Regions from separate parts of the Gasterosteus aculeatus genome. Here region 2 is linked to region 1. A link is a contact called in public Hi-C data. All regions are on one chromosome and are shown on one strand. Each heading gives the region's core, a stretch centred on a gene start, on an enhancer-like site or on the middle of the called end of the contact. The rest is flanking DNA. Distances are from core to core; before and after follow the strand shown.

Region 1 (3,215 bases), core at 265-2,764:
TCTCACATAATGCACTCTTTCACAGTTTCAATTCAAACAACCATTTTTTCCTCAACTTAGGTCAGTACTTTTGTTACCCAATCCAAACGGAGTTGTTTGTTGAAGACAGAAGTTTATTTTGAAAAGACTGTGGGTGTGATGAGATGAAATTGAATAGTGTTGCCCGCCCTTACGAAAAACAAGATGGCCACTGTATAAATACTTAAGGCTCCCACGAAGAGCTCACTTCGTATTCACAATCTATGGTTGGCACTTATTGGATTCATCACAAGCCGTTCTTCAATAGAACATATTTCCCTTTTATGGTTAATCAACACTGTTTATGATGATCACAGGACCACCTTCTTTAAAAGTAAATCCTGTTAACTACAAGCAACTGGAGACTATGATTGTGAGGGCGTCTCCCCATAGGCCCTCTGGACCCAAATGCATTATAATACTGGTTTATAACTATCCAGTTACTGACCTGAAATTGCAGCATAGTGATATGCAGCATCAAGGTTGTTTTATATCAAGCAGTTGTCCAGAATGATATTAATTCCTCAGTAACTTACACTAAAACCAACCAACTCTGTTGCTATTGATTGACTTGTTTCCTCATTTTTCAAATGGAATTGGAAATGGATCATCTTTTCTAGATTCCACTTCAGTTTTGGTTCCACTGAACTTTTAATGCAAGCTCATAGTAACTGATAGTCTGTATCTCATAATCATGATGAAGTGACTCAGGGGATTGTTGTCTAACAGAAACCACTTGCAGCCAAAGCAGCATGACTTATGATGACGCATTGGCCACAAACAAGATAAAAGTCAATAGAAAAAAGGAACGGTGGATAGTTTGACATTTGATACTTAAAGAATCTCACAGTCATGACTCATTCAGTGCAGGATAAAGTTTGACGGATATTGCATCCATTTTTCTTCATGATCTTTTAATGAAGCATACAATTTTGCAGTTTAAATTCTACATCTCCATGTGAAATTTAAGTATAAACCAACAACGACAATGACACAAACTGGATTCATTTTGATGGTATTTAAACAGCTTGTGACATTTACTAAACAGGGCCATGTTTTCAGTGAAACCTTCAAATAAAATACAAATGAAACCGTCTGTATGACGTTTGGCAGTTTTGTTGCTTGTAGCATACCATTAGCTCCACCAAACCAAGTTGCCAGATGTCTTCTCTTCACTCCCTTCCTGCTACGCATGCTCACAGAGTCTGATCCGTCATCACCCTGGCTGGGCCCCCTGATGCAGACTGGTCTTACATGCCGGTCGGCCCCGTCATCCTCTGCTTCAGTCAGGCCTGCAGAGGTTCTCTACTCGGCCTGGCTTGTCTCTCCAAGACAAACTCTCCTTCTTACCCCCTCCCAACCATAATTTTACTGCCACTCAAGTTGCCAACACTGCCGGGACAGACAGACAGGCACGTGTACGCATACACAGAGACAGAGCCACCCACCTGCTAATCCCCTTCTCATTAATCCCCCACCACTCTCCTCAAATATTCCCTTCTGCTGATCTCATTGTGAGGTAGTGTAGTGTGTGTAGTGGGGTTGGGAGGGGAGCTAGTGGTGGGTGGTAGGGCAAAGGGGCCTTCTGAAGACGGATGAGTCCATTTAAAGAAATATTTCACTTTCAGTTTGATAAAACATTTCTAATTATTACCATATTCACACAAACACCGGAGTTCAGGAAAATTCCACCTCAAACATCTGTCACCACTTCTTTAAAAAGGCGGATCCAAGAAAAATCAAAAATCAAATTAAAAGGAAAATTACCCTTTTGTTTGTAAATGAAAAACAAACATGATGGTTACAGCCAGTTTGGGTAGATGAAAATATGTCAACTACCACAGAAGTATGTCCATTTCAGTAAGACTCCTTACTTCCAGCTATGGGTAGTATGTTAAAGTAAACAACCCATTCATTAAATAGTGTATTCATTTCATATCTCTAATCCAAGCTGATTTCCCAGTTACACAGCAAGCACCTGTTATGTAAACTATAAAAAGCTACAGTAAATGTGGCATCTTCTCATAACATGTTTATTAAGACTTTGTACACCTGAATGCACTTTCACATTGCGCATCAGGTGCGTTCCCATGGTAACATTCGTCCTATTTATACTTGCAAGCCTACTACTTAGAAAGAAAGACCTTCTGAAACCAAAAGGAATACTCTGGGATATTGGATTAGTTTCCTTTACATGCAGCTCTTATCATGCAAATTAGCCAAGGTGCTGAACTTTATGTACTGAATCCATTTTAAACAACAGAAGCACCAGTTCGATCTCCATCTCCGCTAGGCCATGACCATATGTCCTTAGGAAAAACACCTAACTCCAAATTGTTCCCCACACTAATCCTGCAGTGTATAGGGGGGTGAATGATTGGTTAGTTCTGATAGACCTGGTACATTGTATGGTAGACACTGTCATCAGTGTATGAATGCGTGTGAATGATAACATTTAAGGCGCTATGAGTGGTCGGAAGACAATAAAAGCAAAGTGCAGTTACCATTTATATTATATATACAAATTACAAACACATTAATGAGCAACCTACTAACAGCAACCTGTTTACCGAATTCTCATTGAACCCAAACCAGGATCATTACTTAAGTGCTTGCATTAACCAAAATCCAACTCCACGACTAACTTACGATGCAAACAAAGTCGTAGGCTTTGAACGCTTAACAATCATTCTACACCTCCTCACTAACATCAAGCACTTCCTTCACTCATGAAAATGTGTGGGGCAAAACCAATGAGTTCATGTAATTTCTAGGCAAGAGCTTAGTCAAAAGAGCTGAACATGTGGCGCCACCCTCAGGACTTTTTCTCAGCTTCAGAGAACATTGTATCGGTCGCCACATTTCAGTTTCCAAACCCAAATAAGAAACTTTATCTGAATTGGATACAGTATGGAACAGTTCAATTATTGTTTCTCACATTTATATTGTACCATTCGAGTTGTCAACTATTTGTATTAAAACCTGGACTGAGTATATACACTCCAGTTAAATGTTGAAGTGAATAAGTTAACCCGGAATCCTGTGTCATCTCCCCACCTCTCCCCCGCGAGCCATAAGCCAAAGTTGCTCTGGAGTGACACGGATGGCACTGACACTAAAGAGGTATCTTTTCAAAAAGAGGAACCTAGCAGATGCAACAGCAGATAAGCTGCACAATGTATGTGGCAGCTAACACA
Region 2 (3,215 bases), core at 400-2,899, 34 kb before region 1:
AAAATTGCATTTTTTCTTCGGTTAGATAGTTGTTAACTTTCCAAGCCAAGGCCACCAAGTTTCTGTACTGTAAATGCATCGTACACAAGTGTACATTGCTTGGATTTCCAGTGGATTGTAGACCAAAATAAAGCATATTTAATAGTGTGGGGGTCTGTTGTACTCTGCACAAGTACTCAGCAGGGACAGTTGATCCCAGCAATGGATTAATACAGCAGCATCGAGACAGACAAATACTATTGAGTAAATTAGTAATATTTAGACAGCAACATAATAGGATGAAGTTGAAATATTTGTGTGAAACCCAGGCAATTGTGAAATAAAATACGCAAAACGTATAACTGCTGAATACAGCTTAAATTGTCTCATTAATCTAAACTCATTAAGTGGGACTTTGATTCCTATAGGTCTTCCCTTGAACACACAACTATGATCAACAATGAGCTAGGGTTTCTGAAAAGGATTTTTTGTTACATTGTATTTGAACTAAAAATGTCACACAAACGCCGAATTGCCTGAGAAACCGTACTACTGCCACTTGCTGACGTTCTCTTTCTTTCAGGAGATGTGCGCTATGGTCGACGTTCAAACCAACATAGAGCGGAGGAAATGTTGGGATATTAAGGAAACTACTGATTCGCATTGACACATAACCGTTGATCCAGTACGTTTTACCCGGGGTTGTGTGAGGAGTGTGTGGAGGTGCTGTTCTCACTCACTTCGCAGATCCAGATGCTCTCAGCAGCATCATCCCAAACACAACAAATGCAATCCAAACGATCGAAATGATGAACACGCCCGTGCCCACTTCCAAAACGGTGTTTGTCATTTTCAAGCCACAGCCACAACAGTTATTCAAGGATGTCGGCGTAAATAGAGTTTACGACCGATTTTCGTGACATAATTTAACTATCGTTCACCAGTGTAGGTTAGCTAATGTTAGCTACATTAGCTACTGCAACGTCCTCCGTAGAGCGAGACAGTTAACAGTTATTTAAGCTAGCTCTCGCTGCTAGCTCTGCTTTGCTAGGGCAAACAGGGCATGATTTGTGATTAAGTGTATCGATGCTCGATACGCAGGTCCCCTGTACCAATGCCTATTTACTGCCCGTTAACACGCAGTAGCTCAATCAATTCAAGAGTCATGGCGTTCTCCGTCGCGTCTTCTACTTCCTGGTAACAGCAAACTGGAGTTTGATTGGATGCGCCAACTGAAGACGGGCCATTTACGTGCATCGTTACTGGAAAAGCGAACACTGGAGAGGAGACAAGGAACTTCACCTAGCTCTTCCGACGTTTTAATCATCCCTAGGTTTCAAATATTTTAGTTTTCACTTTCGTCTTTGTACGTAAATGCAACATATCATCCTGATTCGAGGCTGGAAGCATTCTCTTTACCTCTAGAAGTTTTTTTCCTGCTAATATATTGTCTTATTACCATATAAAAACGTTATCGTCCATAAACATTTCATTTATGAGCCAGGATCGGTGGGAAATGAGTAACAACCACCAACATCAGCTACTGAAATGTAAAACTTCACATTAGGTAATTTGTCCTATCCGTTTGTTCGGCTGGCAAAAATAGATTCACATGATTTTGGTGTGAATAGACGTTGCTAGCAGCCTTCTGTCTCCTACCATCCCACCCTGTCTTTTGGAAGCATGCAATTACAAATGCAGACCGACAGGGGGCTGAACCATCCGCGGCGCGAACATGGGCACGCGCTCAAACGTAGTCCCGCTCACACGGTGCACAGTGTCAGAGTGCTTACTGGGGAAAAAATCATGTTGCCTTTGAGTGACCCTCGTAAAATCTAAGCACCTAGTAATTGTTAATACAAGGCACACTGAGGGATTGGTTCATTTAAAAAACTAATGACAGCAAAAACTGACTGATTAAAAAAGTCAGTTGTCATTTGTGTCGTCTGCTTGAATAGCAATAAAAATCTGTGCTCTTTACATGCTCTCTAGAATGTCATCCGCCTGTCGATACCAGCTTTGACAAGAACGCACAAGCTCGGGGCTAAAGTTCCCCCAGGCTAAATCTATTTAAGGACGCTGATAGGCTAAATTGTATGTCATATTATTTTATTTAATCAGCAATTGGCTACAGTGCTTCTTATACTCTGTTCTGCAGGCAATCTTGACATTGCCCCCAGAGCAGCCAGACGCATGAAGACAGGTTGTGTATATGACAGGCAGCGACGTAAAGGGAAAACCATATATGTGTCTTATGAAATATTTTCATTATTGATGTTTTCAGGGTCTATTTTCTCTTGTGATCTATTCCTGGCCCAATCATTGGTGAACCTGAATTGGAGAGGCCAATGGTGGTGTGGTGGTTAGCTGGGGATTAGGTTGATGGGTGACTCTAAATTGCCCATAGGTGTGTGGATGTGAGTGTGAATGGTTGTTTGTCTCTGTGTTAGCCCTGCGATTGCCTGGCCACCAATCCGGGGTGTACCCTGTTAGGCATAATGCGTATAACATTCCACTCTTTTCTCACCAGAGATGCCTCATTCTCACAACAAATGTGGAACCAAGTGACTCAATAAAATGATATGGTACCCAGAATAATTATAATATTAATAATATTACCAGGTCTATATTATATTCATCTTCCAGTCACACACAGGAAACATACCATATGTATTAGTGTGGTGTTAGAAATGCGGAGAATTAACTGTAGGTCTTGATTCCTTCATTCAAACTGATGAGGAAAAAATATCAACAAGTAATAAAGTCTTTCCTTCTTTTGGTGCTTCATCAGTTCATCAGCATCGCCGTTGCGTTCTTGTAGAGCCCCTTTAGTGATTGCCGTATTTCCCACGGACACGGGAAGGCATCAGCAGCTTGGTGTTGAGAAAAAAACCGGGGAGCGGAGATGGAGGTGGGAGGGGCCAGGCGCGGCTGACGTCAGCAGCTGTGTGGAGGAGTATAGGCTGTGCTGTCAGCCCAGTGTCAGTCTGATGAAGATTGGCATGCAGGTAAGCTGTCATTCATTTTCAATGTCAGTGCATGGGAGCAGGGCTTTACCACTTCAGCGTCTCCCCCCCGCCCCCCCCCCCCCACCCCCTCCCCCCTTTCATTACAAAAGGCAGGACATTATTCATACAGTCAGCCAGGCCAGAGAGAGAGAGAGAGAGAGAGAGACGGGGAGAGAGAGACGGGGAGAGAGAGTGAGAGAGAGAGAGAGAGAGGGCGAAAGGGAGGGG

Evidence for each region. Hi-C and Micro-C count contacts between places; a contact is called where the count stands out from the background.
Region 2: a Hi-C map of whole body shows a contact between it and region 1, with 5 times the contacts expected there. The contact joins the promoter of tmem218 here to the enhancer-like site in region 1. A contact is called at or near these places in 3 of 6 Hi-C or Micro-C datasets (skeletal muscle and whole body).

What each region holds. Positions count from the first base shown.
Region 1 is chr7:15,322,925-15,326,139 of fGasAcu3.hap1.1, reverse strand. The region is part of intron 2 of LOC120822319 (homeobox protein PKNOX2); the gene reads left to right. Among protein-coding and RNA genes, the nearest start is that of LOC120822319, 33 kb to the left of the region's middle. Within about 2 kb of position 1,514, at least 2 of the 9 cell types and tissues checked have open chromatin away from gene starts, as enhancers often do.
Region 2 is chr7:15,356,836-15,360,050 of fGasAcu3.hap1.1, reverse strand. It overlaps tmem218 (transmembrane protein 218), which reads right to left and starts at 1,649. Exons shown (of 3, transcript XM_040182929.2): 1 at 720-1,649. The coding sequence starts at 829. LOC120822319 (homeobox protein PKNOX2) reads left to right here and starts at 2,886. Exons shown (of 11, transcript XM_040181907.2): 1 at 2,886-2,987. The coding sequence starts at 2,970.